Linked DNA regions of Mus musculus: region 2 is linked to region 1. The links are chromatin contacts, called in public promoter capture Hi-C maps. All regions are on one chromosome and are shown on one strand. The core of a region is the stretch at or near the end of the contact, and the rest is flanking DNA. Distances in the headings are between cores, read along the strand shown. Region 1 holds the start of Gar1 (GAR1 ribonucleoprotein). Region 2 holds the start of Neurog2 (neurogenin 2).

What was found. Capture Hi-C pulls out chosen DNA fragments and counts their contacts.
Region 2: a promoter capture Hi-C map of adipose tissue shows a contact between it and region 1, with 2.8 times the contacts expected there. The contact joins the promoter of Neurog2 here to the promoter of Gar1 in region 1. A contact is called at or near these places in 3 of 39 promoter capture datasets (the 3T3-L1 cell line, hippocampal neurons and pre-B cells), 2 of 115 datasets of contacts at active chromatin or transcription factors (large pre-B cells and stem cell-derived neural progenitor cells) and 2 of 9 other capture datasets (adipose tissue and liver).

The regions. Positions count from the first base shown.
Region 1 is chr3:129,825,937-129,832,647 of GRCm38.p6, reverse strand. It overlaps Gar1 (GAR1 ribonucleoprotein), which reads left to right and starts at 1,252. Exons shown (of 7, transcript NM_026578.3): 1 at 1,252-1,530; 2 at 1,795-2,053; 3 at 3,157-3,311; 4 at 3,684-3,743; 5 at 5,674-5,824. The coding sequence starts at 1,807.
Region 2 is chr3:127,628,031-127,634,640 of GRCm38.p6, reverse strand. Neurog2 (neurogenin 2) reads right to left here and starts at 1,505. Exons shown (of 2, transcript NM_009718.3): 1 at 1,184-1,505; 2 at 1-913. The coding sequence starts at 912. The coding sequence ends at 121. Gm40147 (a long non-coding RNA gene) reads left to right here and starts at 5,838. Exons shown (of 2, transcript XR_867627.3): 1 at 5,838-6,610.

The DNA of each region.
Region 1 (6,711 bases), core at 3-2,502:
TATTTAGTCTGGGGCCCAGAATGGGAGATGTTGCCTGTTGTGATGTTTGAGCATCTGAATTCTTAGACTATATTGAGTGATTTGGAGTGGCAATGAAAAAGGGTAGCAGTGTCAAAAGGCTGAACTCAGCTATGACAGTACAAAGGTACTTCACAGGAATCAACAGAAACCCATCAGGTTTGATTAGAGATTGCCACAAGCCTAGAATAGAGGTAGGGATAGTGCTGATTATATGTGTGTGTGTGTGTGTGTGTGTGTATACATATATATATATGGTGTGTATGCATGTAAAATTACATATGTAATTATTACATATATTATAATTCAGTATTTTATAATTGTATGTTCTATATTACATATATTATATTATAAATATAATATATAATTGGATATATATGGTTATAACATCTAAATTTAAAGTACATTTGCCCAATTTTTAAAAATATTTGGAACTGGTGTGTACTTTTTCAAGAAGTTTACAGTTTAGAGTAACTGGCATACTGGAATTATTAATGTTTCTATATCTTTTACAAAGATCTTTCAAAAATCTATTCACAATAATCCTCTGATATGCGGATCAGTCTCTACTTTCTTTCAAATAAAAGGTGATATTGTCAAATGCCAAGAGATGTTTCAGACAATACAGATACAAAAGAAGTCAACCAAATTTAAGAACTAGAGGTCACTTCTTTTGTGATGAGTGAAGTTTTAGTGATGTAAGGAAACCGATGTCGGAGATGAGAGTGTTAAGGAGACGGGAGGTGAGGTGTCATCTATAGATGGGTGCATAGTCTCTCGGAGTTCAAAACGTACTTGATGAAGACATTGAGACCATATTTAAAAATGGTTGCCTTTCTGTCATCTCACACACAAACACACACCCTTTCCTATTTAATAATAACAGAACACGGACACACAGGCAACTTCGACACACACCCTTTCGTATTTAATAATAACAGGACACACACACACACAGAGGCAACTCCGTTGGCGGTGACAGGTTCCGACGTCCTGGGCTGAGCACCGCTTGAGTGGCCAACACTCCGTGGAGCAGAGTCAGGTCGGGACCTTCTCGCAACCCAAGAAGTGACAGAGCCCGGCGAGTAGCACCAACTGCAGCCAGCACGCTTCAGCGACGACACGCCTCACCAGCTGTTAGCACGGAAGGACTCAAACAACTCCGTTTCCAAGGGCAACGCGCCGCCACACTTCCGGAAACGTCGCGTACGGAGGGCGCTGCGATTTTGCGTCACTTCCGCCACCTCTAGCGCGGTGGCCCTTGCGTGGATGAGGTGGGGGCGGGGGGGGGTCACGCTGGACGCTATTGTTTCTCTTCCGGTGCTGTGTGCTCTACTCGGTAAGGCGTTGGGACCGCTGCGTCCGGTAGTGACGGGCCCTTCCTGCAAACCAGCCCTTCCAATTTCTAGTCTGGTAACATTGGACGGCTACGGTGGCCGAGGAGGTTTGAGCGCGCCGGAAGTGTCCCTCCGCGCGCGCGCGCCGGGCTAGGCTGGAGACGCACGTGGCGCGGTGAGTGCGGCGGAGGGCGAGCGAGGGTGAGGGCACCCGCGGGGCGGGATGCGGTGGAGAGGCATGGGATGCGGTGGCGAGCCACGGGTCGTGGGGCTGGGGCGAAGACACCGCTCTCTCTGCGCTCGCCACTTGGCTGTGTGGGCGAGTGGCAGGGCGGCGTTTACTGCTGTCCCCTTCTTGGTGGCCTGAGCGAGGCGGAGGGGACTTAGATAAATGATCGACCCGCGGTGACCGGGAGGAGCGGCCCGTCTATTTCGCCAGGCCGGAGAGAGCATGTCTTTCCGAGGCGGAGGTCGCGGAGGCTTTAATCGCGGTGGTGGAGGCGGAGGCTTCAACCGTGGCGGCGGCAGCAACAACCACTTCCGAGGGGGCGGCGGAGGCGGCGGCGGCAGTTTCAGGGGCGGAGGCGGCGGCGGCGGCGGCAGTTTCAGGGGCGGCGGCCGAGGAGGATTTGGACGAGGGGGCGGTCGTGGAGGCTTTAATAAATTTCAAGATCAAGGGCCTCCAGAACGTGTCGTCTGTAAGTCGTCTTCTGAGCTTAACCTCCTTTGCATTGGGAATAGAATCCGGTTTAAGTTATTAGTGCGTTTGTTGATAAGACTCCGAAAGGCAAGTCGCTTGAGTGCCCTGACACGTATAAGGGACTGATCATGAGAACCGAAATGCAGTGTGGAGGTGAACTTGAGTTGGGACTGAAAAGATGAGACTTAGACAACATTGAGTACCTGGCTCCTTCTAAAGGGCAGAACACTTTTTAGGATTAAGTATGATTCCTTAGTGATATAGTTGAAACACAAAGCCAAGTTTTTAGTTTTCGTAGCTCATATTTTCAGTTACCAGAAAATACCTACAGAATTCACACTCCATAACCATGCAGCCTAGTTTGAACACTCATTCCCTTGCACCCTGCAAAATCATGTTGTAAATAAGTGTGTGTACTATCTTGTGTAGGGCCACATTCATAGTTCCCTGGGTTCCATGCTGCCTGAAGTCTGTGCATTGGACACACGGATGGAGAAGGGATTTCAAAAGAAATATAAGTAGAACTTGGCTGATAGTGAGAAGAAAAGGTTCTAGTTGTTGCTAAGGTTGGGGAGTTAGTTTTGTAGGCGAATGGTATTAATCCTGGGTTACAGAAACAGAGGTGCCTTGTGTTTGCACACTTCCCAGGAAGGGATAATCACTGGTGAAGAAGTGGTAGTGGTGATGAGTTCTGAGAAAGGAGGGAGGGATCAATAAAGCCAGAGTGGTTCACATTTGAGGCTGGGGAGGAAGAAGAGTCAATGGAACGTAGCATTGAATGCAGCTGTAACAGCCATGACAGGGTAACTGGTGGACAGCGAGTGAGCACCATTGTAAGCACCTAGTTTGTTGTTCCTGTTGCTTTAGCATCAGGTGTGGCTGCAGTTAGATGTGACTGGCCTCATTTTACAGTGTACAGACAGAAGGGGAGTCTCTTTTAGGTCCCCTGGTAGTGGCATGCTAACTTGGGACTACAGTGTTGACAGCTGAGCTCTGCCATAGAGGGGATCAGATATGGGGAAAGACAAGTGGCAAAGCCCACTGGATTCCCGAGTTGGTCAGTGTTTGCAGTGGCCTCGTGTCTGTTCTGTGCTGTTTCAGTGTTAGGAGAATTCATGCATCCCTGTGAAGATGACATCGTGTGTAAATGTACCACCGAGGAGAACAAGGTGCCCTACTTCAACGCCCCTGTTTACTTAGAAAACAAAGAGCAAGTCGGGAAAGTGGATGAGATATTTGGACAGCTTAGAGATTTTGTATCCTTTCTGATTGGGTGAGTCAGCAATCTTGTTAAGAATTATCGTGTCCCTTCCTCCCCAGCCAGAAATATCAAAGCAAACTCACTGTTTCATTCAGTGAGATAGCAAAGCTACAGACGAGTCTCACGGAGGAGGATCTGTAGGGAGCGCATCCGTCCATATTTAAAAATGATGCGCCAAGGAGAGATGGCTGTCCTCTGGGTTCTGGGAGTGGTGGCCATTTGAATACGTGCCACCAGATTGTATTGGCTCTTCTGTCTCTTGGGTTTTTGGTTTTGTTTTAATTATTTTAAAGAAAATGCCATTTCTACTTGGAAATTTCTTATAGCTAGGCATTCTTAGTGTCTTTTTCCTTAATTTAATTAATAGTATTTTTCAGTTAAGTTGTCAGAAAACATGAAGGCATCTTCCTTTAAAAAGCTACAGAAGGTGAGTCATACTTAAATTAAGATTTTGGATTCAGAGGGGGTGGTGTGTGTCTTCCTTGAGACACTCACAGCTCCTCCAGTTCGTGAAGTGAAGTGCTGAGGCTGTTCCACAGTAGTAACCAAGCACTGAGTTACCCAAGTGTCTCTGCTACAGCCCTAGCTGGCCCGGAACTCACTTGTTGAGCTTACATTGGCTTCTGACTTTATATGACCTTCCTGCCTATACCTCCTAAGTCCTGCAGTTACAGTGTGTGCTGTCACACCCAGTGGAAGCTTACCAGTGCTGAGAAGTAACAATGAACCAGTAGTCCCAGCACTTGGAGGCAGAGAGATGGCAGGAGAGCAGCTTTGAGTCTGGCTTAGGCTACGTAGTGAATTCCAGGTCATCTTGAGATGCTTGGCATATGTAGATAGATACTAAAGGTTTTCACATATATCTGTATTTAGTCTTAGCCTTCCTTGAGGTGGTGCTTTTGAAACTGGAAGCTAAGAGTCTTACACCTGGTGTGCATCACAAATACCTGAAGACAGCTCTTAAAATGGCATCCTTGAAGATCCCATTCTTATAAATTTGACCCAGTTGCCCTTAAGTAGCACTCACAATGAAGTTTCAGGAAAGAAGGCTGGAGAATTTTGATGTCCTTAGACAAGTACTTCAGCACTAGGCTGCCAGAGAGGGGAGTGTATTCTACATGGAGAAAACTGAAGTGTCTGCGATGATGGGGTAGGGAAAGTTCTCAATTCAAAAAAGGCTGGCGAGGTAAGAAGGAGCTTTATACATCCTGAGAAAGACTAGATTTTAGTTTTAACATTGTTTCTGAATACTAGGGTGAACTTGATCTTTACATTGGTGCTCTAAAAGAGCACGGGAGTGACAGAGAAGCCCTCTAGGGAAGGACCAGCAGTGTAGGCTGTAAGAAGCCACAGTTGCTATGGGGTAAAGCTGGAGTCCATGGAAATTGAAAGGAGGTGGAGCTGTGAGCAGAGGAGGAGGAGTCAGTTGGTGTGGTAACTATCACCATTGTTAGGTGTTGGATTCCAGCATCTTTGTGCCTTATGATCCTACTCACTGACTTAGGCAGCATTGGAGAACAGAGGTTGAAAAAAGACAATGAATTTCATTTGGGGTATAGTGAGTTTAAGATAACTGAGGTCGGCAGAAGATTAGGCGTTCACGGGTGAGTATAGGTTAGAGATAATGCTGGGAGGTGGTCGATGAACAGACACTGTCTAGGAAGGATGGCCGCAGTGCAGCACTCAGGAGAGCTTCAGGCCCCATCTCAGATTTAAACTACTGGCACAGGGTTACAGGAAAGGTGGCTGCTCACCACAAGCATGCTGTGCAAATAGGGATAGAAAAGTAGACTAGTTTCCAAGAGGAGTGCTTAGCTGTGGTCAAGTACACATACTATTCAGAGGATTCAGGAATGGGTAGTCAGCTGTCAAAGAGCTTATGGAATGGCGGTCCCAAGAGCCAGATTGGAACTGGAAAGTAGATGGAGACAACTTGCTAATAGCAAGTGACCACTGGTTGTAGATGGAAAAACTAATAGAATACTTTCTTAAAATAGCTAATTTACCAAAGTCTTCCCAATTGTACTATAATTCAGATAATTTTCTCTTGGCAGCTCTCTTAAGTGAAAATGTAAATTTTTAGGACATTTTTTATTTAAAATAGGGTTGAATTTGCCTTATTTTTATGTGTTTTTGTGCAGTCCACAGCACTGTCTTATGTGTCTTTTGATCTTCACAGAAATTTGTGATAGGTACTTTTATCTACATTCTATATATAAGAAACCTAATTAGAGGGAGGAAAGACTAAGTCCTTGTCCAGAACCATTCAGTATAAACGCCAGGAGTGGGGTTTGAACCTAAGTAGATTCACCTGTAGCATACTGCCCTTGTCATACTAACTATCACTCAACTTGCAGTTCTATATAGACCCATACAAGCTGCTGCCGCTGCAGAGGTTTCTGCCTCGTCCTCCTGGTGAGAAAGGACCTCCCAGAGGTGGCGGCGGTGGCGGCAGGGGAGGTCGAGGAGGAGGAAGAGGAGGCGGTGGCCGAGGTGGTGGAAGAGGTGGTAAGTTACTGTGAGGGTTTTAATGAGATTTTGTAGCCACAGTTTAATTTTGCACGTAACCAAAATTCTCTTACCTTTATTTCTCTCTCATGCATCAATATGGGTAGAAGTGCTTTGTTTCCATAACTTAAATAGAAGGAAGAAAAATTAGCATTACCTTTGAAGGATTTCAGACATTTGGGTTATTCGTGTTTTAATGGAGGTGTTAATAAGAGCACCCTCACCCATTGCTTAATGACAGATATGTTCTGAGGAATGCATGGTTGCATGCTTCTGTGGTGTACATTACACAAACACTCTTGTAGAACGTCGTCACTCCCTAAGGTCCCTTGGTGCAGTCGAGTAGTAAGATGGAGTCAGGTGAGATGGGGCAGGCTGCTCTAGGTACGCTTCCTTTGATGAGATGTACTGTAAAGTCGCAGTGTAAAGGAACAGAAGTGAATACACAAGCTGCAAACAGTTTTTAACTATCATGGAGCATTGTGTGCTGTACATAACTGTGTGCTTCACTTCTGTACGACTGGGCTTCTATATTCCCTCATTGCCATGAGCATGTGAGTAATGTCTTACTCTAATGTGCGGTGGTAGAATTTTCCCCCTCCATGGTGTGGGAGACTTATGCATGACAGACAGTTCACTATTTATTATATGACTGTATAAGACACCCCCTCCTCTTTTGGTTTTACAAGGCTTTCTCTGTATATCTGGCTGACCTGGAACTCTCTCTGTAGATGAGACTAGTCTCAACACACAGAGATCTGCCTGCCTCTGCCTCCCCAGCTCGGGGATTAAAGGTGTGCATCACCATCGCTTGGCAAGAATTTTTTTTTTAACTGAATTATAATTTTTAGCTATCAATGAGTAGTAATTTGATTATATGCCAAGAG
Region 2 (6,610 bases), core at 256-2,755, 2.2 Mb after region 1:
CGAGGGGATTGCAAGGGCCACCTCTGCTCTGTGAAGTGGAGTCCGGGGCGTGGAGGGTGAGGGGCGGGAGAAGGATGGGAAGAGGGCCGGGTAGAGGACGAGAGAGGGAGACCCGCAGCTCTAGATACAGTCCCTGGCGAGGGGCAGGTGAGGCGCATAACGATGCTTCTCCGGAGGTGGGGGCTGCCAGTAGTCCACGTCTGACCCGGGGCTAGCGGGCGATAAAGTGCAGCTGTATGGGGACGTGGAGTTGGAGGATGACGCCGGGCTGTTGGTGCAGCTCCAGGAGGAAGGTGGAGAAGGGCTGTCCCCGCTGGCGCCGAGCGCAGCTCCCGGGCTCAGGAGCACCGCCTCCGTGAAGAGCGCCCCCTGGAGGCCACCGGCGCCGGCGCAGTGGTCCGCCAGGCGCAGAGTCTCGGTGAGCGCCCAGATGTAATTGTGGGCGAAGCGCAGCGTCTCGATCTTCGTGAGCTTGGCATCCTCGGGGAAGGTGGGCAGCACCTCGCGCAGCGCGTCCAGCGCGGCGTTTAGGTTGTGCATGCGGTTGCGCTCGCGGTTGTTGGCCTTGAGCCTGCGGGTCTTCTTGATGCGCTGCACCGTCTCCGCCGTCTTGGCACCTCGGGAGACGGCCCGTGAGCGCGACGGGCGACGCTTGCACTCGTGCATCAGGCCCAGCAGCCGCCCTGGCCGGCAACCCCCGGCACCCGACGCCGGACTGCCCTGCACCCCCTGCCCGGCTTCCGCTCCACGCTGCCCACGCGCGGAGCCCGGCCGGCGCAGCTCCTCGTCCTCCTCCTCGTCCGCGCTGGAGGACATCGGGGTCAGGGTCGCCGAGGCCGGGGAAGCCGAGCCCAGCAGCATCAGTACCTCCTCTTCCTCCTTCAACTCCAGAGTCTCAGATTTGACGAACATCCTGAGAAAGAAGAGGCAGATGAAATTTATTCCCAGAATGGACAGGGTAAAGTGTCGCTGGCGCCGCGCCCCGCCCCCCCCCCCTCCATCTCCCTCAATGTGCATTCGCGAAGATGGCGAGGACAGAGCTGGGGAGGAGCGCCCCGGGCTCGAGCCACCTTCTGCCGGTCACAGAAGTCACTGCGTCTAGAGCGATGGAGTTAGCGTGGGCGGCGTGAGCCTGCGTGGGGACACTGCCTGCGAAGTGGAGAGCCGCGGCATGCACACTTACCTACGCGGCTCCAGATGTGTCGCGGCGCAGCTGCTGCTCCGGTGTGTGTCCGGGAATGTCCCCGCAGCCCGGAACCGAGCACGGTGTCCTCCGCGCCGCGGGCTTGGCGCTTCCTAGGCGCACCTCCGCGGGGGGGCCTCTCGGCTGGGCGACTTTGCCAAGAGCCCGGACGACCGCGGCAGCTCGCCCGAGTCTCGTGTGTTGTCGTTCTCGTGCGTGGTTGTCTGTCAGTCAGTCCCTGGCCGTGTGGCTGCTGGCACGCGACTCCAAGGCACTCCAGTTAAAGCCGAGCTGCTTGTGGTTCAGTGGCTGCGTGTCTGGCACACGACTCTCCTTAAAACCCCTTATATACCACCAAGAAAACAATCAGATCTGCCCCGGGGCCCCCTCCTCACCTACCCTTCCCCCGCCCTCTCCTCCTCCGCCTGTCCTGGTCCCCCGCTCTCCCTCCCCAGCTTATTCTTTTCATCGTATTATCATCATTCATTTCTTTCCCTTTCTTTAGTCCCTCTCCCCCTCCCCTGGCCTGGCCATCCATCCTCCTCCTCCATCACCCCCGCCCCTCCGTCCCCCCTTTATCTAATCAGCATAAAATGGTTCTAAAGCTCCTGTTGGCGCTCCAGGCTGCAGCCCAAGCTACCGAAGCCGCGGCGGCGGCAGTGGCTCAAGCTGCGGCTGTTGTCGCCGCCGCTGTCTATTGTGATTGGTGGCTCGCGCTCGGCTGGAGCGTGCCGCTAATTTATTAATGAAAGGAGGTCGCGAGGCGCAGCTGGCCAATCAGTGTTCCCGGGACTCCGGGAGGCCTGCGAGCCACGCGCACCGGAGCCCGCTCCCTTTCAGCAGCTCATTAGGGGCCCGAGTGCTGGGGGCCCATGGCGGGGGGGGGGGGGGGCACCCCGACTACTGCTCCCGCCCGAGTCCTCCATACGCGTCCCGCCCGTCTCAGCCGGGGTCTCACGGGCGGGCGACCGGAGCCTTGAATTAGTGAGAGTCAGAATCCCGGAGAAGGCAGCCTGGTGGTGCTGCCGGCCATGTCTCGGCAAAGCCTCTTTGGGGCCGTATCAACTAGAAAACGGGTTTTAAAACACCTTAGTCTAATTAGGAAAAGGAAGGGGTCACGTACGTGTGCCAGACAGGAGGCACGTTGTGAGAGAGTGTGCCTGAGTTCTAGAGAAACGTGTCTATGACTGTTTGGGAAACATTAGGAGTTCACAGAGACGTCCCCTAGAAGGGGAAATTGGTCGGAGAGCAATTGATGAGCATTAAAAAAAAATAAAATAAAATAAAATAAAATAAACGCACTCACTTGACACACCCATTTTCCCTGAGACACAGTGAGGCTTCACGCCTTGACGTAATTTGGGGGGCTTCTGGTGCGGAAGGGGATGGGTACCAACAACAGGTTAGAGCCAGATGATACTATAAGGTGGCTTCCTGTGTGGGTGGCAAAGGCAGGCGTGCTACTGCTCCTAGGAGCGAGTGGATCACTCTGACACTTGTATGACCTCTGCTCCGCTCTGGGGGGCGTTGTTGAGACATAGGGCCTGTCCTCCCAATTCTGCCTTTTCAATGGGGAGAAAAAAAATAGAAAGGAGCTCTAGCTCCCTGCTGGACTTGAGAGGAAACTTGTTCTGAATTGCTGTCTGTCCCTCCCCTTTACCACTAGACGCAGAACCAGAGTCCCAGAAGTGAGTGAGTCCTGAGTGTCATCTGGGACCGGTCGCGGGGTCCTTTTTTGCGAGGATGAAAGGAGAGTCTTGGGAGGGGCTTTAGCAGTCCACCAGAGCCAGAGAAAGAGATTATCCGCAGGTCTCTGGCTCCTTAGTTCGTTGGGACTGAAAATGAGCTGAATCTCAGAGAAGAGTTCAGCCAGAGCACTGTTCGCATTGGCACGGTTTGCGTGTGTTTAGTTCCCTTAGAGGGCTACGGAGCAGGATTTGGAGAGCGTGGAGCCGAAGAAAAGCAAAATTAGCATCCAGGGAAATAGTCTGGATCTTTGCAGCACCCCAACCTCCAGTATTTTCTGTCAAACTTTCATTTCTTCCCCCTTTAAAAAAAGCACATTTCCTAAATGTAAAAGCATTATTTCATCTAGTTCCCGCTAGATCCTCTCGGAACACTTTAATTTCCCTTGTAGACAGGACTGAAATAATGGGAAGGCACAGACGATACTGGACTTCAACACACGCCATCCGGCCCTCTCAGAGACTCTTCCTTTGAGTCTCTAGCTCTGTCTAGAAACTCGCAAGAAGCCGAATAGTCTGGAAGGCAAAAAATATATATTTGGAGTGAGAGCTGTCGGACAGCCCACATGGTTGCAGGTGCACGCGACCTTACGTAGTTAGCATTGAGACCAAACACTTAACCACCCTTCAAATTCTTCCTAAAAGAAACCCCCACTAAGGGTCTGTTTGGCCTTGGCTGAACGGATGGGGATTTAAGGAACATGTGGGAGTGGATGCGGAGTTTGTGTTTGTTCATAAACTTGAATAGAATAAAGGATGGGAACAGTAGGATCTGATGAAATGATCAAAGACCATTAAAAACAAATACCAGAATGATGAGAGGAACCTGCTGTGTCAGCCTCGGGACAGCTCCACCTCTCCACGGGGGCTGCCTGCAAGAGAAGACAAGCGGCTAAATTAATGCACTCGAAAACAAAGGAAGGCTTATTTGGATATCAGTAGAAATATATCTCTTTGGGCAAGTTGCTTCAATTTTGTTTTATTTTATTTTATTATTTATTTATTTTTTATTTATTTATTTTGCTTAGCCAGGCAGTGCTGGGTGACTTAATGGCAAAATATTGTCAGAACATAGTCATAATTCAGTTAAAGCTTTAAAGGGAACCTTAGGAGCCTGTGTAGCCTCAACTAACAATGATATCAAGCTGAGTCTAACACTCAGTGCCAGTGAAAACACACACACAATCCAGTCCTTTCATTGCTTGTTAGCAGTACCGAGGTGTCTGAGTCCCCACTTTCTCCTCTCCTCTGGCATTGTGCAGTGTTATGATCTCCTGACCATGCAAGTGACTTCCTTTGACAAATCCACACCTAGAAGTCTGGAGAGGTGGCTCAGCACTTTACAGTACCTGTTGCTCTTGGAGGACCTGGGTTTGAGTCCCAGCACCAGATGGTGGCCCACAAGCATCCCAAACTCCAGTTCCAGGCATTCTGACACATTCTTCTGGCTTTTTCCCTTCTCTTCTGACCTTTCCACAGACACCAGCACATACATAGCAGATATGCATATGTGCAGGCAAAACACTCAAACATATAAAATAGAACAAATAGAGTTTTTAAAAGACAAATCCACACCTTGTCTGTGGTTTATGAAAATAATGTACACAGAATTGTCTGAGCAGATGCTGACAATAGTGAAATAGTGTTAAGATTAACTGCAAATTTCTTTGTCTGGAGTTTGCTTTGTTTTGTTTTGTTTTTGGAGAGCACACGGTGCATTCCAAAGCTGTCAAGAAACTTAGCACTGCCTCCATATTCAGATACCGGTATTATTGGTCTCTAAATCATTTAAATATCAAGATGTCATGGGCTCATAGATTTTCACTTTTTGAGTAAGAACCTCCTTGTTTGCTTTATGCAATGGATATGCATTAGGTAACTGTGTGAAGGACAGACATAAAAAAATGTTGAAACAATAGCTGTTCTCTCTGAGTCTCGTCTCTGTCTAATCCTCTCTTTCTAACATTTTTGAGACAGGGTCTCCCCACATAACTCTGACTGGTCTGGAACTTGCTTCATAGATCAGGCTATTGTCAAACTCTTAGAGATCCACCTGCCTCTGACTGCTGGACTCTGGGATTAAGGTGCTGTGTGACAACCCCAGCCCTCTGCCATCTCTTAATACTAGAACAGTTCTATACATGTTTCTTACTCTAAAAATATTATTCAAAGAAGAAGAAGAAGAAGAAGAAGAAGAAGAAGAAGAAGAAGAAGAAGAAGAAGAAGAAGGAGAAGAAGAAGAAGAAGAAGAAGAGGAGGAGGAGGAGGAGGAGGAGGAGGAGGAGGAGGAGAAAGGAAGGAAGGAAGGAAGGAAGAAAGAAAGAAAGAAAGAAAGGAAGGAAGGAAGGAAGGAAGGAAGGAAGAAAGAAAGAAAGAAAGAAAGAAAGAAAGAAAGAAAGAAAGAAAGAAAGAAAGAAAGAAAGTCCAAAGACAAGCTAACAATACAGTGCAACCCAGAGCCAACTAACCGGTCACGCTCAGTTGGTTGGATAGCAGAACTGTTCAACATTGTGCTCAGTTTCACTGAGAAAACAAAAAGGCAATTTCAGTTTGTACTCAGCTTTGCGAAGGACGAAAGACGGGACTCCAAACATCCTCAGCTAGACCCTTCCAGCACTCTTTTAACTTAAATAAATTCAAGAGGCACTTGTGTGGTCTGAAAGTTTGCGTAGATGAAACCAGGCTGAAATGCTCTGTGAAGGGGGTGGGGAGCGCGTGAATAGCCCGGGCAAGAATGGCGGCGACCCAGGGCCGCGCCTGTCCATAGCGTGAACTGTCTAAAGGGTCAAACTGTTCATCTTCAGTCCCTCTTTCAGTGTGCAATCCTACTTTAAGAGAACAAAAGCTCAAAGCGGGCTGTTATCAAGAAATGGGAGCCCAGTGATTTAAAATCATCGCCAAGCCTTAGAAAGAAAGGAGGCCTAGTGCGTGTAGCTGGAGAAAAAGTTGAAGTAAGGGGAGGGGTGAAGGGGTGGAGACCTTTAGAAAACCTTTGTTCCTTCTAAGAAGCTTGAACTTTGTGATGGCCCAAAGCCCTAAAGTTTAGGGTAGGTGTCTCTGTGGGGAGGTCAGCACTTCGACCTCACAAGTGGCGAGAGAGGACAAATGGTCCAGACTTTCGACAGATGACTACCGGGGCGTGAAGAAGGGAGCCCTTCCTCCAGAGTACTCGTGGCTATCCCGCGACGACGCCAGAAAGGCGCGTGTCTGCACTCTGCAGACACAAACTGCAAAGCTAGGCTGTGGAGCCCGGAGCCCTAAGCCTCCGAGTGAGCTGTCGGAAAGGAGGAAAGATGGCGAGAAAGTTAAGTTAGCAGATCTCGGGGTCTTTATAGGGCGTCTTAGGCTCCCCTGCGGGTTAGAGACGCAGTTTCCAGAGCTGGAGGAGACGCAAGCGTGGGGACAGACAATTAGCTTTCTCTGTAAAATAATCCTGCGACCTTCAGGTTAGTTACTGCCGGTGGAGGCAGGCGAGAGTTCCAGCAAGCCTCCTCTTATGGAGCCACTGAGCCACTGAAAGTAATATAAATTTAAACCCCTGCATCCTGGTCCCCCCCCCCCCATCATAGCTCCTGCTTGGGATTCTCACCCTCTCTTCCTACTTAAGATCCGGTAAGGGGAGGGTGCGGCTTCCACCGAGTCCTGGAGAGGCCCCCACTACAGGGCTGCCTGCGCTGGCTCA